Linked DNA regions of Mus musculus: regions 2 and 3 are each linked to region 1. The links are chromatin contacts, called in public ChIA-PET and Hi-C maps. All regions are on one chromosome and are shown on one strand. Each heading gives the region's core, a stretch centred on a gene start, on an enhancer-like site or on the middle of the called end of the contact. The rest is flanking DNA. Distances are from core to core; before and after follow the strand shown. Region 1 holds the start of Plcl2 (phospholipase C-like 2). Region 2 has its middle 62 kb from the start of Gm41598. Region 3 has its middle 37 kb from the start of Dazl.

What was found. A called contact is a pair of places that touch in the nucleus more often than the background predicts. ChIA-PET counts read pairs in DNA pulled down with a chosen protein or histone mark.
Region 2: an RNA polymerase II ChIA-PET map of memory CD8 T cells shows a contact between it and region 1, with 85 read pairs. The contact joins the enhancer-like site here to the promoter of Plcl2 in region 1. A contact is called at or near these places in 3 of 39 promoter capture datasets (the C10 cell line and liver), 9 of 484 Hi-C or Micro-C datasets (the Ba/F3 cell line, CD4 T cells, CD8 T cells and 5 more), 8 of 115 datasets of contacts at active chromatin or transcription factors (the 230-238 cell line, CD8 T cells, bone marrow-derived macrophages and 4 more) and 2 of 9 other capture datasets (adipose tissue and liver).
Region 3: a Hi-C map of the N1E-115 cell line shows a contact between it and region 1, with 6 times the contacts expected there. The contact joins the enhancer-like site here to the promoter of Plcl2 in region 1. A contact is called at or near these places in 5 of 39 promoter capture datasets (the C10 cell line, the HPC-7 cell line, frontonasal cranial neural crest and 2 more), 6 of 484 Hi-C or Micro-C datasets (the C2C12 cell line, the N1E-115 cell line, cardiomyocytes and 3 more), 12 of 115 datasets of contacts at active chromatin or transcription factors (T-cell acute lymphoblastic leukemia, acute myeloid leukemia, bone marrow-derived macrophages and 8 more) and 3 of 9 other capture datasets (adipose tissue, macrophages and pancreatic islet).

What each region holds. Positions count from the first base shown.
Region 1 is chr17:50,506,925-50,511,807 of GRCm38.p6, reverse strand. Plcl2 (phospholipase C-like 2) reads right to left here and starts at 2,261. Exons shown (of 6, transcript NM_013880.3): 1 at 1,871-2,261. The coding sequence starts at 2,200.
Region 2 is chr17:50,726,842-50,731,724 of GRCm38.p6, reverse strand. No RefSeq gene overlaps it. Among named protein-coding and RNA genes, the nearest start is that of Gm41598, 62 kb to the left of the region's middle. Within about 2 kb of position 1,999, at least 76 of the 459 cell types and tissues checked have an H3K27ac peak or open chromatin away from gene starts, as enhancers often do. A contact at or near this core is called in the 230-238 cell line, the Ba/F3 cell line, CD8 T cells and 7 more, where this site is marked.
Region 3 is chr17:50,328,543-50,333,425 of GRCm38.p6, reverse strand. No RefSeq gene overlaps it. Among named protein-coding and RNA genes, the nearest start is that of Dazl, 37 kb to the right of the region's middle. Within about 2 kb of position 1,910, at least 83 of the 459 cell types and tissues checked have an H3K27ac peak or open chromatin away from gene starts, as enhancers often do. A contact at or near this core is called in the HPC-7 cell line, the N1E-115 cell line, T-cell acute lymphoblastic leukemia and 8 more, where this site is marked.

The sequences.
Region 1 (4,883 bases), core at 1,012-3,511:
CTACTATGAGCCTCTAGCCCTGTGCATCTAGGGATGTAATGGTGGATAAAAAGTTAATTGGCTTCGTTGAGGAATAGAGAAAGATGAAACATAACTTTGAAACTCAGAGTTCAAAGTAAGCAGCACCACCATTCCTCAACTTGTTATTTCTGAAAAATTCACCATTTTTTCCATGTGCCTTTACAGGAATGGTCAGTCTTGACTCTGTAAGTCACAAATAGGCAAGCCGCACTTCTTTCCTGGCTCTCACAACTGTCACAGGGAACAACCCTACTGCTGTTACTGTCCTTCTCTGTGAAGCATGGCCTTTTAAATGTGAAAACTGGCCACCAAAAAAAATCCTTGAGGGGAAAGGTTGTTAAAATTACATAAACCGGTATATTATCTAAAACTTTCACATAAGGTGTTATTAATATCACAATGCAAATTCACCACAAATATTTAACCAATAAAAACAGGAATGTTGCATAGCTCTGCAAATAGGATCAATAATCATATATACTCGAAGACAACTTTCCTGGAAACAAACCACATACTAGAAGGAGAAGATATATCCATCACTAAGAGCTACACAAGCAGGAAAAAACGGACACCGCTTTTCTTGGTTTAAAAGTTAGACCATACACTTGATCTTTAGAGACAGGCAATGCACTTGATCTTTAAGCCCTTCAACTGTGCCCTGTCCACACAAAACCTGAGCAAGCAGATGACAAGGCTAGATGCAGTTTCACAACAGCCTCTTACACAGCACCAAAGTGGTCTGTTACACTAGATGGCTGCAGATGATGATAACCCAGAGGCACCTTCACAGTACTTGAGCATTTCTGAATTTCAAATACCACCAGTGTCAACTCTGTGCTGTTGGCACATTCTGACCTGTCTCCTAAGGGTTGTCAGCCACAAACAGGATGAGTTAGCACCAGACAGTACTCACTGGCCTGTCCTAAAAACTCCTTCATGTCTCAAAAAGCAACATTCCATATTTGCTCCATATTTGAACAAGCCAAATGGGCTGATCTGGCTCAAGGTTCTACTTTTCGTAGCTTATCAACTTTCTCTTTTCACTTCGAGTCACAAGAAATATTTTTATGTTGCAACTACACTGCAATGTTTGAAGGAAGCCACCATAAACTCTTAATGTCACCTCTTGAAATTTAAAATTCACAAAACAACTGGTGGCTTTCTAAATAGCACCATGAAAAACAAAACAAACAAAAACAAAAACAAGCAAAAACCATTCCAAAGAAACTTGCTAATTTGGAGAGGCCTGCTTATAGCAGCTAGGAAAGAATTAAATTGTGCGGAACTGTATTCTCTCAGAGCTTTTGAGGCTAAAAAAGAGGAAATCTGTGTTTATGTTCCCTTTCTCCGAGTAACTGAAGGAGAGGTATTTACATTCCCCAAATACAATCACTTGCAAGGGGCAACCAATTACCCAGTAGATTAGAAGAAATCTATTAAATAATATATGTTCATTGCCTGGGGTTTTGAGAAAATATTTTCACATGATCCCTGTCCTTTAAAATACAATAGAAACCTTACAGGGAGTGTGCCACCATGCTAAGCTGCCTCTGAAAAGCCTGTCCTACCCAGGCAGGTACAAGGCCATTTAATTCCAAGTCAATCTGGAGAGAGGTGACAGCCCCAAGTTGCTCTGGGGATGTCAGAGCACAGCACTCCTGCACACTCAGATCACCTCTCCATTCTTTCCCAATGCCATCAGCTTTCCAATCCCTGCTCCAGCACTCCAAACACCCCTACACCCTGGCTTCCCCTTCGCAGTGGGCTCATTTTGCATCGCCTCCTTCCGCCACAGCTTCTCCGGGGCGGGGAAAGCGAGCCCAAGGACGCGCGCGGGTCTCCTACTTACCTTGATGATGCTGCTCCGGCGGGGCAGGCCGCCCGGTTTGCTGTCCCTGGGGACCGGACCGGCAGCTGGGCTAGGGGTCCGCGCGAGCGCCACGCCTAGAGGTCCCCTGCCAGGGCTGGTCCGGGCTTCGTCCCCGGACACGCCGAGGCTGCAGTCTCCGTTGGAAACCCCGCCGCTGTCATAGCGCGCCCGCCCGTGGCCGAGGCGACCTCCCCCGCCACCACCTCCGCCTTCCCCGGCTCCGGCTTTCAGGGCGCCCTTGGCGCCTAGGGCCGGGCTCGGGGAGGTGGGCAGGGCCCCTCCTGCGGCGCCCCGGCCACACTCCGCCATGGGCGCCCCACGACCCGCCTGCACAAAGCCGCGTCCCCGCGTCCCCGCCGCCGCCGCCTCGGGCCGCTGCGCGCGGCCCCTCCTCCTCGCCGCCGCCGCCGCCTCGGCCGCTTCTTCCGCTTTTTCTTTTCTTTTTTTTTCTTTTTTTTTTTTTTCTTTCTCTTTTTGGTTGGGATGTGGCGCGTGCAGCGAGCTCGCCTCCGGCGCGAAGGACGTCGTGCAGGCGGAATTACCTCTGGGGTCCTGCCGGGGTCGGGGAGAGAGAGAGGAGAGAGGAGTCAGCTTGGGCGGCGGCGCCCCCGCTGCCGGCACCTGGGGAAGGAAAACACGCCCCGGCACACGCGCCGCTGCGGGCGCCAAAAATAACGCGCGCGCGCCAGCGCCCACCGCCGCGCGCCGCGTCCCCTCCGGCCCCGCGCTCACCGACGAGCGCCGCGTCCCCTCCGGCCCCGCGCTCACCGACGAGCTCGCGGCGGCGGGGCGCGAGGGACACGTGCGCCCACTCCGCGGCGCTGGCGACACGCGGAGGCGCGGCGCGCGGGGCTCCGGGGTTCCCGGCTCCGCCCAGGCCCGTCAGTCTCCCCCCCCCCCCCCACACCTTCAGGGCTCAGCCGAGGCCCAGGGCGGCTTCTGATGGCCCCCGGGCCCACCGCCACTTACCCGCGGCCATCGCCTCCCGGGCTTCGCGCTGCCCCCTACAGGCCGAGGGGACCCGTCCGGGCTCCGGGCACGGGCGTTGCGGTTGTGGTCGCTCTCCTAGGCCGGCTCAGCGAGGCGCACGCCACAGCCAGCTGTCAGTCACCTGAAGGCATCCCGAGGGGGACAGCGAACCCGCAGGCCGCGGGCGAGCTGAGGGTCCTGGGGCTGTGGTCTTGGCCGCTGCACCTCGCGTCCAGCTCCAGCCCTTCATTCGGAACCCGCTCCCTTCCCACCCTGCTCCCCCTGGGCTTCCTCAGTGGAGCAAACCCATTTCCCATACAGAAACCAATCCTCTTGCGTGTCCTTGGGCTGCTAAACTCAATGAGCACGACAGGTTGCCAGGATCTGGGGTAGGGATGGCATGGCTGGCAGGCGTTGAGAGACAGAAGACCTCCGCAGAGTTTATTTGGTGCCTCTGGGTTGTCCCACGGAGGTTTATCATTGTAGTCTGTGTCTTTCCTAAACCTGACACTAGAGAGACTTGCTTGTTCAACCCCTAGTGGGTACCATCCAAATCAGGACCATCGTTTGGGACAGGATCAAAAATCAATGATTAACATGTCGCTCTCATATGCAAATACTTTCCTTAAACCTCCATTCCTGGAGCCAAGGAAGAACGCAGGGCCACTGTGTAGCCTGGCAGAGCCATTGGCAGAAGAGCAGGACGAGTGCACTGTGTGGTACCAGAGGCTCCACCCACCTCCCCAACCCAGCCACCCTGAGGTCCAGTTTCATGCCTGGTTCTGGCTTCCCAGTTTTTCTCTCACTGTATTTCATCTTCTGGAAAGGCACTTTCCCTGGGCCAGGAGTACCTGAGAGTCCCCTGGGACAGAACTTAGAGACCTTGCCCTCGTTACCATAATATGGTAGCAAATTGCCAAGGAGCCTCTAAGGAAACGAGCTTTACATTCATAAACATGTCCACCCTTTCCTCAAATGCGACATCAAAATCCTTTCGTTATTCTTGGGGTGTTTTAATTCTTCTGATCCCCTTGGCACGCTTTTGTAAACATCTGGGCAAGTCAAATAGGGCCTACCCACTAACAAATGTTTTCTTATGGATAGATGACATTTTAATTCTTTTTTTAGCCTCACCCCTCCATATTAACTCCTTCCTAGTTTAGCCTCAAAATATATTTTTGGTCTTCTGACAGTTTCACAGAAAAATACTTTCAAATCAGCTTTTCATTTGCTTTATTAGATTGATAGTCATAATTGTGTTTGAGTATGTTAGAGAGGATAGAATGCAGGGGTCTTCCTGTAGAAGTTCTCTAATTCTGATGTTTTCAGTCATCACAGGAGGATCCTGCCCCTCTTGTAGTAGACGCTAATCCTCTACATTTACATGACAGTAGCAAAAGAAAAAATGATGTAGCTAACAAAGATTCTTCAGCTCTTTCCTGGAGAGTTCTGAGCTAAGTAGGGGCACCCTGAGGGTCAAACACCCAGAATGGGTTGTTGTTTTGTTTGGTTGTTTGGTTGTTGTTTACAGAACTAATTCACAAATGCCCTTCAAAATGAACACCTGTCTATTTCATTCTAGATTCCCAACAGATCATATCAGGGAGATTTCGTTGAAATAAACTTGGCATTTAAATTAAAACGTTCCCCAAAGCATTTTGGCAGATCTGTAACTAATGATGGCAGACGCCCAAGGCCCGTGCCAGGTTCCGATTCATCCCTGACCTAACTACTTGTCTCCCACAAGCTCCTGGTCACACATGTGGTAGAAAGATATTGGCTCCACAAACGGCCAACCGTTAGGTACCTTGATATGGTGACAGGAAGAGGCATGTTCCTGTGACATGCAATTCTTGGCTCCCAACCTGTTTCTTAAGCTCAGTGAAGGAAGAGTTTTTCTTCGGCACGAACAGGGCGGTAGGCAATTATTTCTCCTCCTTCCCGACTGTGCCTCTTCGGTTACTAAGTGATTGTTTTCCATCGCTCCTGTTCCGTGAGCAATGGTATTCAAGAAATTGTAAAT
Region 2 (4,883 bases), core at 750-3,249, 220 kb before region 1:
CTTCCCTTGGTCCACACCCACTCAGCTGCCCAAGCCAAGCCCTGCTGTCCTTCAATTTATTCATTGTAAATAAGGGCTAATTGTCCTTATCCCAGTCTGCTAGGTGTGGCCAGTGAGTGTCCTTCAAGTCTCCAGTTCACCCCTCCAATAAAAACAGGAGTAACCTCTTCTTCATCCCATAGAGTGAGCTCTTGCTCCAGCCTACCTCACATCAAAGCTACACCCGTCCAGCTTCCTCTCCTTGATCCCTGCTCCCCAGCCTCCACCTTAGAAGTGCCAACCTGACCAGCCAGGCAGCCCTTAGGTGAGATCCCTTTTGGCCCCAACCCGCATCGCATCCTGAGATCTCACAGTGTGGTTTCATTTTGACCATGCTACAGTTCGCCCTGGGTGAGCCAAGTCTTGACTGAATGTGTATTGCTGGCATAGACATTGCCAGGTTATGAATTCCAAGGCCTCAGGTGGCAAAGACCTGGGTGAAGCACTGAGGAACGGCAAAGCTTTCCTCCTGAGTCCAAGCATCAGTGGTTATGTTTTGCAGCGTGTGCAAAGATGGTTATAGCCTGAACCTGCCTCCAGAGCCCTCCTTCAGAGACTAGATAACTCCTCCCCTCTGTGCTGTGCCCAGTAAACAGTTTCTGGGTGGGGCAGTAGCCTACTTCCAACTTTACTCTGTGGGTGTCTGTGTGTCCTCTGTTCCCTTGCTTCTGTTAGAGTTCCAGGACCCAGGTCACACAAAACAGGGCAGGCCTTGTAGAGCAAAGGTATACAACCAAGTTCTTTTACATCACAAGCAGACTGACAGGTGGAGGTGGCTTTAAGCTCTGGGGGTGGATAATTGTGCAGTGGTGGTATCTTCCTCCCATGTCCAAATTAGTGAGACTTATCTCCAAGCTGTCCTGAGGCTGCAGGTCTTCCTCGGCCTTCCCTGCTGCTACTGTGTGTATTCATAGCAGAGTTGGTCACCACGTCCTCCTTGAAACCAGGGCCCATATCTTAGCTGCTACTATTTATTGAGGATCTGGCATTTGTCAAACCCTGCCCAGAGCTGAAGACTCACCATGAAAAGATGGATCTCTAGCTCTTTAGAACTTACAGTCTAGCTAGAGAGATGTAGGGCTTAGCAGATGAGCAAACGGGGCATAGGCAGCAATGATGGGGTAGAAAGGCCACTGTCATTTTCCTCCAGCAGGAACATGAAGGCCAGAGGCCTGGAATGGAACCCAATGTCGGGAAATGTTAGCGTCTTTCAAGCTTGCCTGCCTCAGTCACCCTGGGGATGCCCCTCTCCCAGTTAAGAGGGACACTGTGGACAGTAGCTCTGGAGCCCATTTCTCCATCTCAGGCAGATGCTTGGCTCCCTGCAACAGTACTGTATGTGGTTACATCCAGTTGTCACCCACATAGCTAACAGGGCAGGTACTTTATGTCTGTCTTGGACACTGCTCAGCCCTGAGGCCCACCACTGACCAAGGAAGCCTGGGGTAGCATAAGCTCTGAACTCAAGGCTCTGCAGAGCCACGGCAGCTTCTGCAGCTTCAATCCACAACAGCCTGCACCAGAGCACAGACCCTCTGGCTGGCCACCTAAAGAAGGAAAATGCACTAGAGAGAGGGCTCAGTGGTTAAGAACACTGGCTGCTCTTCCCAGGTTCAATTCCCAGCAACCACGTGGCAGCTCACAACTGTCTGTAACTGACCAGGGGACCTGACACCCCTACATAGGCATACATATAGGCAAAATACCAATGCACATGAAGTATAAATAAAACTTTTTATAAAAATGCAACTGTGTGAGGCCTGCAGGGTGGGGACGAGGCTGCTGCTGGCTTCTCAGAATCCTGTTTCTAAGAGATTCAAAGAAAGCCTGCGGCAGGCACTGCAGAGAGGGTAACCACAGGGTCACCTAGAGGTGACCAAGCAACAACCAGCACTGTGCCTCTCTGAGCTGCTCCGGGGTTTCACCATACAGTATAATTTTAGAGCCACCTCATCTTGGGGTTTGGTAAGCCAGGAAACAGTCCACCCTCCACCCATCGTGAAAGTAAGACGTCATCTTCCTCATTCTACGGTGGCTCCATTTAGATTCCTTTTATATATTCACTATCAGAGAAAGCTTCTACAATAGTAGGTTTCCAAGTGGCTTTGCTGTCCCTTGCTCCCTACCCTCCTTTAACCTGGCCTCTCATTTACTTCTCTATCTTAGGTAAGGTTTCATTGTTGTGAAGAGACACCATGGCCAAGGCAGCTCTTACAAAGGAATACATTTAATTGGGGCTGGCTTAGAGGTTCAGAGGTTCAGTCCATTATCATCATGGCAGGAAACAGGGAGGCTTGCAGACAGCCATGGTGCTGCGGAAGGAGTTGAGACTTCTATATCTTGATCCGAATGCAGCAGAAGGAGGCTGTATCAATGAGTGTATAACCCTGAGCATGTATAACCTCAAAGCCCACTACAGTGACATGCTCCTTCCAACAAGGCCACACCTACTCCATAGTGCCACTCCCCATGGGCCAAGCATTCACACTCATGAGTCTGGGCAGGAGGGTGGGGTGTAAGGGGGGTACCTAGTCAAACCACCACACCTATTATTTTAGTTTCCATTTTATCCCTTTATGATACTGTAGTCTGTTTCCCCTTCCCCATCTAGGTCCATTCAGTATCAGGAATGGGTTATATATATATTTTTTTAAATTATTGGCAAAAAGGGTCCCATAACATTATCCAAAACATTATAGACTATTCCCAATGGTTTTGGTTACTGTCAGATCCAAGAGAAACTCCATTTCCTCAAATTTCAAAAGACAGAAGGGATGTGTGTCTCTACTCACCCCGTCCTTTACCCCAAACTCCCTCACGCTCAGTCTTCTCTCCTCAGCCACTCATTCTTCTTAGAACCTTCCTAGTTCAGATATAATCATTCATTCATTCTTCCCCCTCTCCTCTCTCTCTCTCTCTCTCTCTCTCTCTCTCTCTCTCTCTCTCTCTCTCTCTCTCTCTCTCTCGTTTTTCTCCTGGTTTTTTTTTCCATGCCATGTCCAGGCTACTTCTTTCTCTCTAGGCTCTTCCAGATGCATTTGGCTGTTCTTGCTCTCATGTCTAAAATAAAGCCTTAAATATACCATTGCATGGTAATGTCACCAGTTTATGCATCTGGTGCCAAAAACCCAGGAGGCACAAATGGCCCCCTTTCCAAGGGATCTAACTTCTCCTAATTGAGCCAAGCTGCTGAGTTGACTCTCCTAAGGTATGGATCATGTGTCTCTGCTGGTTTCTGCTACCCACCATATTTGACTACAAATTCTAGAGTCACCTACCTCTTCAGCCACTTCTTCTCTCAACCCTCTATGCTTCTCCAGGGCATTTCCGGCTCCTGGAGCCTTCTACACTCTCCTGGGCATGTAGAAAGGCTCTGTCTCTGTGCCAGCACTCAGGTATGTGTCACCTTGGAACTGCCTGCCCTGTCTCTGTTAGCTCTTGGAACCCATTGCTGCTGCAGAAGCCATGCTAGTATATCAGGCAGCTTCTCTTGCTCTGCTGTGTACCTACTGCATGGAAAGGGACACTCTCCTTCCTAATCTGGGACATTTCTCTCTGACAAGTCTCTTGATCTTCTTTGGAACACTCTGGCTGAAGTTCGTGTCAGCAGAACACTTACCCTTCCTCCCACCCTTGCTCTCCCTTTATGTTCTCTGCTCTCTCCTAGAACTTGCTCTCCCCCCCCCCCCCCCCCCGCTCTCAGCTCCTGCCTGCAGATTCCTCACCTTCACCTTGGAGCAGCCTGCTCTGTCTCTGTCTCTCTCTTTCCTTGTTAGCCTGTTATCTAGGACACTTCTCTACATCCTCTTGGGCCTCTAAGATATGGACCCCTCCCTCTGACAGAGCTCCTGTTCCTGACCCTTTCCCCTAAGCCTCCCAGATGTCTGCTTTCCTGCTTGCACCATCACTGAGCTGGCTCCTTCCCTTTCAACCTCCTTTGTCCCTGCTCTCGTCTCTGCCTTCTTCGCTCTCGGTTTGCTCTGTCCCTCACTCTGACCACTGTTCAGTCCTCAGAGATCCAAGTGTCTTTTGGGCATGGATAATATTGTACAGTGTAATGCTGCTCTCCATTCTATAAAAACCTGGCTCTGGAGTGAAGACCCTTTCTCTCTAGACCAGAGCAAGCTTATTTAAATGTTTTTTCTAAAATCTCTGTCCTGGATCAGGCAGGCTACCTGACCCTACAGGAAGAAGGGAAGTGAGCCAGGATAGGCCAAAAAAGGACACTTGAGCTTTAAAGCAGCTAAAAGGTGAACTCTCCCCAGTAGGGATTACAGCTGCTTAGCTCTTACTCCTTTTTGGTTTTATTCAACTCTAAATACTCTCTCTCTTGTATCTCTAAAACCTTTTCTAAACTAAAAGTTTTATGTCAAGATGTGTATCTCAGGATTTGTAAACTCATGGTAAATTCATTGGTTGCAGTTTTAAAACTTCTATAAAATCTTTAACAAAAAGTTGGTTTAAAACTTCTAATAAAAAATTAATAGTGTGTGGGGGCAGTGTGATCTTAATTTGCTACTGCATATTGTATATGTACCTTGGATTTAACTATTTTTTTTTAGAAAAAATGGATTAAAGAAAGAAAGAAAGAAAGAAAGAAAGAAAGAAAGAAAGAAAGAAAGAAAGAAAGAAAAGAAAGAAATGGATATATGCCTGATTGGCTTACCTTGGAGTACATAGCGACCACGTGGCTTGCAGCCATTTTTTACTAAAGCTAAAGAGTACATGTCATGTGACTTCACCACTATCATGAATAAAATGACCATGTGGTATAAATCAACGAAGGCAGCACCTATAATACTGAACCCCAGCTTACCGTATCTTCTAAGGAGACAACAGCAAGT
Region 3 (4,883 bases), core at 661-3,160, 180 kb after region 1:
TACACATGGTAGGTAGGAGACCAGAACTGATTCTAGCCGGTTGTCTTCTGAAGTCCATGTTCCTTAGTGCTTCCTTCCCTCACACAAAATAACGACATAAGAATAATAGTAAAAATAACAATAGTACCTCAAAAATAATTTACGAAAATTAAAAGTAACATCACTATATATACATTTATGGAAAGTTTCAAAGTGTTCATACTGCCTAGATATTATGGTTAATCCCAGTAGAATTTTTGATACATATTCATTCACTTTAATCTTGTTTCCTAGCTAAATATATCTCTAAAATCTTTGCTTTTTAAAATGCATTTAATGAAGTCATATTATTTTCGTAAAATAAAACATGTAACATTTTTCACAAGGGCATAAAAGTTTGAAATTGTTGATATTTTATGACTCGTCTCTCTAGACCACACTATTTTAATTGAGAAATGATTCTTTCTATAGAGGCTGAGGTACCTGAGAAACTCAGCAATTTTGCTGGCCACATAATATTCCTGTCTAGCCTTTAAAATTTTTAATTATGTATTTTAAAATCTCCATTTTATATTTTTAATTTCAATGTTTATTTAAATTCTTTGAGAATTTTATATATGAGTACATTGTATTTACATCATTTCCCCCACTCCCTCTCCCCCTCCAACTCCTTTCAAGTCCCCAGTAACACCCTTCTCAAACTCATGTCCTTTTCTCTAAGCGTCTATGTACACAGGGGTGCGCCTGTGTCTACACACTCACACACACAACCTGCACATACAACCCGCTGACTCCAGTTTGTGCTTTCCATACATACTGGGCTGCCCACTTAGCATGCTAAACCCAGCCCCTTCTTCATTGCATGACTTAAGCTAGACTACTAAGCTTTCTGGTGATTTTTTTTCACCAAACTGCACAATTTCCCCACTTCTTTCTGCCTCATTTGTTGCAACTTTTCATTATAGGGCTGTATGAGAGTAACTGGTTATAAGCATTCCACAGACTCAACATCACACTGCCTGAGATCTCCTCTGCCAATAAAATCAGCCTATCACATTTTCATTTACCCTCAGCCGCGTTCTTGGGACATGGGCAGAAGGTAGCCAGAGTCTTTACCAGCCTACTTGTTGGTAGAATCCTTGTATCCCTCTGAACCCTCTAGAGCTGGACTCTCTCTCTGACCTCATTACTGTCTTCCAGGCTCCTACCAGAACACCCACAAAGCTCTGCTTATAACATTCAACATTTTTTTTTTTTTACTCCAAAGTTCCAGAATCTTCTACATCCCTCCAAAACACAGAAATCATGTTCCCTGCCGCGCTGGTATCAGTTTCTAGGTTACTTTTCTGTCGCTGTGATAAGATGGTACGGACAAAAGCAAGGCAAGGAAAAACGAGCTGATCTGGCTTGAGGCTCCAGAGTCCGTAATGTCGGGTAAGGCATGGCGTGCTAACAGAAGCAGGAAGCTGGCTGGTGACACTGTCATCCACACACAGGAAACAGACCGCAAGCACATCCTGGCCCTGGGTGGAAATATGCTCCTGTGCACGGCCCTGCCATTGTGTGGATAAGGCTCCCTTTTGCCGTTAACTCCTACCGTCTTTTCAGGCCATAAAAATTATCAGTCCCATCTAGTCTTTAATGACTGCCTTGCAAACAAGGAGCAGCTTTCCCAAGATCCTAAAGTGTGTGAGTATGGGTGGGGCTGGGGGGTGGACAGGCGCAGCCCAGATGGCTCTGCTGGGCATCTGTGCAATACTACCACCAGGGTACACTGAGCCTGAAGAGATGGGGCAGGATTGGGCTCCAATTAAAGTAGCTGGTTGAAGGTCAGGGCAGAAAATGTGATCTTCAGCCTGACAACAAAGAGATGCCATAAAAGGATCATCGAGGCACCTGGCTCACCCATTATCAAGTTACAGCCCCCACTCATGAGAGTTCAGCGGCTCCCATTGGCTGTGTGGTAAACTCTGTAAGTCTTCAGCTCCCATCCCAACATCCTCTCCCCAACTTGTTTGGTTTTTTTGGTTTTGGTTTTGGTTTTTTTTGGTTTTTTTTTTTTTTTTGCTCTTGCAAGCTCCTGTTTCCTTTCATGTTATCTGAGCTCAAGCTAAAGAATCTATCTATTCACTAGTCAATCTGCAGAGTGACTGATAGGAGACTTAAAAGAGCCAGCCTCTGCCTGGGTGGGGGAAGTGGGGGAAGTGCTCTGCTCTGTGGATGCCCTTGGGCCCTCATGAGTCAGACTGAGGGTAGAATCTACCATTTCTCAAAGTTCTTTGGCTTCTCCCTTGCTATGTTTTCCTATGAGCTATTCTTAAAAGTTATATTCCTTCAGTAAGTCACTTTCACAAAAAACAACAACAAAACAAAAATATTTTTTTTCTTTTTCAGGCTCTGTGTCTAGAGACCCTGATCAACATCATCTGAGACCCTTCCAACTCCTGCATCAAGATGTGTTTGGATAGTTACTGACTACCAGCAATGTACCATAAACACGTGTGTTCTTTCTATGCATAGTATGATTTCATCTCTGTAACAGTCCTGAGCTGTGGGAGCTACTAGTGCTCCCATTTTGCTGAGAGGGCACTTGAGGCTTAGAGTTAAAGATCACTGTCAAGGCTTGAACTGAGCCCTTTATTCTTTCTACCTCACCCAACTGATTCACCAGACTTATCTCTACGATCATTTGCAAATGTCTGTGGAACAATGGAATGAGGCCCAGTTCTGCCTCACTAATGCTCTTTACAGGGATCAGAGTTGGCTGTTGCTTTGTCCTAATTCAAAAAAGTCAATGAGAGTCAGAGCTGTGGTTCTTCAGACCTTTCAGTACCTTCATCAAAAAAAAAAAAAAAAAAAAAACAAATAATTACAACCTCCATACAGCATACATATACCTGAATGAGAAAGCAGCTACATTTGGTCACACAAGGTCATAATCATCTTTTATAAGTGACACAATAAATGAGTAAGCAAATGTCAAAAAAGGAAGTAGAGCAAAGAGAGACAGACTTCAGTTCTCACAGCTAATATTGCCAAGCCGTGGTTCCATATGATGAATAATTGTGATGATTACTATAGCAGTGACAGTGGCTACCACTGATTTTGAGTCCTTACTGTGTTCCCAGCACTGTGCTAAGCAAGGACTTAGAAAGTTCCCTTTCTCCCTCTCTGTCTCTCTCTGTCTGTCTCTCTGTCTCTCTCTCTCACTCTTCCTTGCTCTCTGAGACAGGATCTCATTACATAGCCCTGGCTGGCTGGCCTGGAACTCGTGACGGAGACTCCCTCTGCCCCTGCTCCTGTCTCTGTCCCTGCCCCTGCCTCTGTCCCTGTCCCTGCCCCTGCCTCGAGTGTTAGTAGTAAATGTATACTTCACCACATGCCGCCAAGTGCCGTGGCGTTTTTTACAGTGACCCTATGAGGTGGGACTGGTTGTGTTTACATTCTACAGATGATGCAGCCGAAAGCTTCAGACAGCACAAGAAACTTTCATGAGACCACCTGGCACAGTGAAGTTGTGTGGCAAGTTGTGTGGAAGGGAAGCAGTAGGCTTTGAAAGCCCAGGGAGGGGGAGGTAGCAGTTACTACCGGCCAGAATGGTCAGGATGGGGGAGGGGGATTTAGAAAACAATCACAATGACAGAAAAATCTAAGCCATGCCTTGAGGGATGAGTGAAGAATCCTGTAGTAAAGCAAGAGAAGATGGACTGAAATTTTTATTTCAATCACAGAGAACTTCCTGGATAGCATGGTAGGTATAAGGAGACATTCAGCATTTTCAGGGATGCTACAGGCTTCAAAAGGTGGGGGCAGCCAGGAAACAGACTGAGGAAGCCCTCCTCCAGCAGTCTCCCCTTCTATTCTATCCTGGGCCTGGCGACTGGGATGCTGACACAGACCCGAGAGGGGTCATCCCTGCCTTAGTTATTTCTTTCTAGAAACATCTCCAGAGCTCCCCTAGGAGTATTCTTTACAGATCTTCTAGACATCTCTCAATCTGATTGAGTTGACAGTCAGGATTAACCATGGCAAATAAGATCTGGTAGCCTCAGTGCCCGACTATTCCTGGAGCCGTTCCGTGATACAGTCTTGGCACCCAGAGAACCAATGCCTATCAGTAGCAGAACAACCCCTCAGGTGTTCTGTTAAGTCAACAGCATCACCTCACCTCACCTCACCTCACCCGGACTCACATTACTTAGTCCACTTTGGCTTGCTCATCCGAAATTTATTCCAGAGTACAGACATTTACTGATAAAATGCCGTAGAGGGAAACTAAACAGTGTGGTCCTTGGTCCTCCCTGATCATAACTTGGAGAGACAAAAACCACATAGGCCCTTTCTTAGGGGAAAACTCAGCCTGGGTAGGAATGCATGCCCAGAGGAGCAAGGGAAAAAAATGTTCAAGGATAGAGTGCCTCTGTACAAATAAAAATTAAAAAACGACAACCTAGCTCAGATTCTGGAATCAAAATCATATTGTTTACGTAGAAAGCTGTAAAGCCTTTTGCAGTCTTGAGCTTACATGAAAGTCCCAATATTTACATTGGAAATTCTCATAGAAACAGCCCAAGCGAGACTGCGGAGCTGACTAAATGGTTCATGGGCAGTTAAGAGTACTTGCTCTTGCAGAGGACCTGAATTAGTTCATTCCCATTTGTAACTCCAGCCCCAGGGGTTCTGACACCACACTCTCTTCTGGCCTAAACATACATAGCTGCCGACAAACAGTCATACGTATAAAATAAATCTTTAAGAACAAAATAAAAGTATTCTACACACTCAGTTTATGTGTTATCTGAAGCAAGCCACTATTAGTATTGCTAAATAAACCATTTTGTCTCGAACACTCATGACAAATTACACTCATGTAGTGACCTAATCTCAAGTGCTTTCTTCCCCTG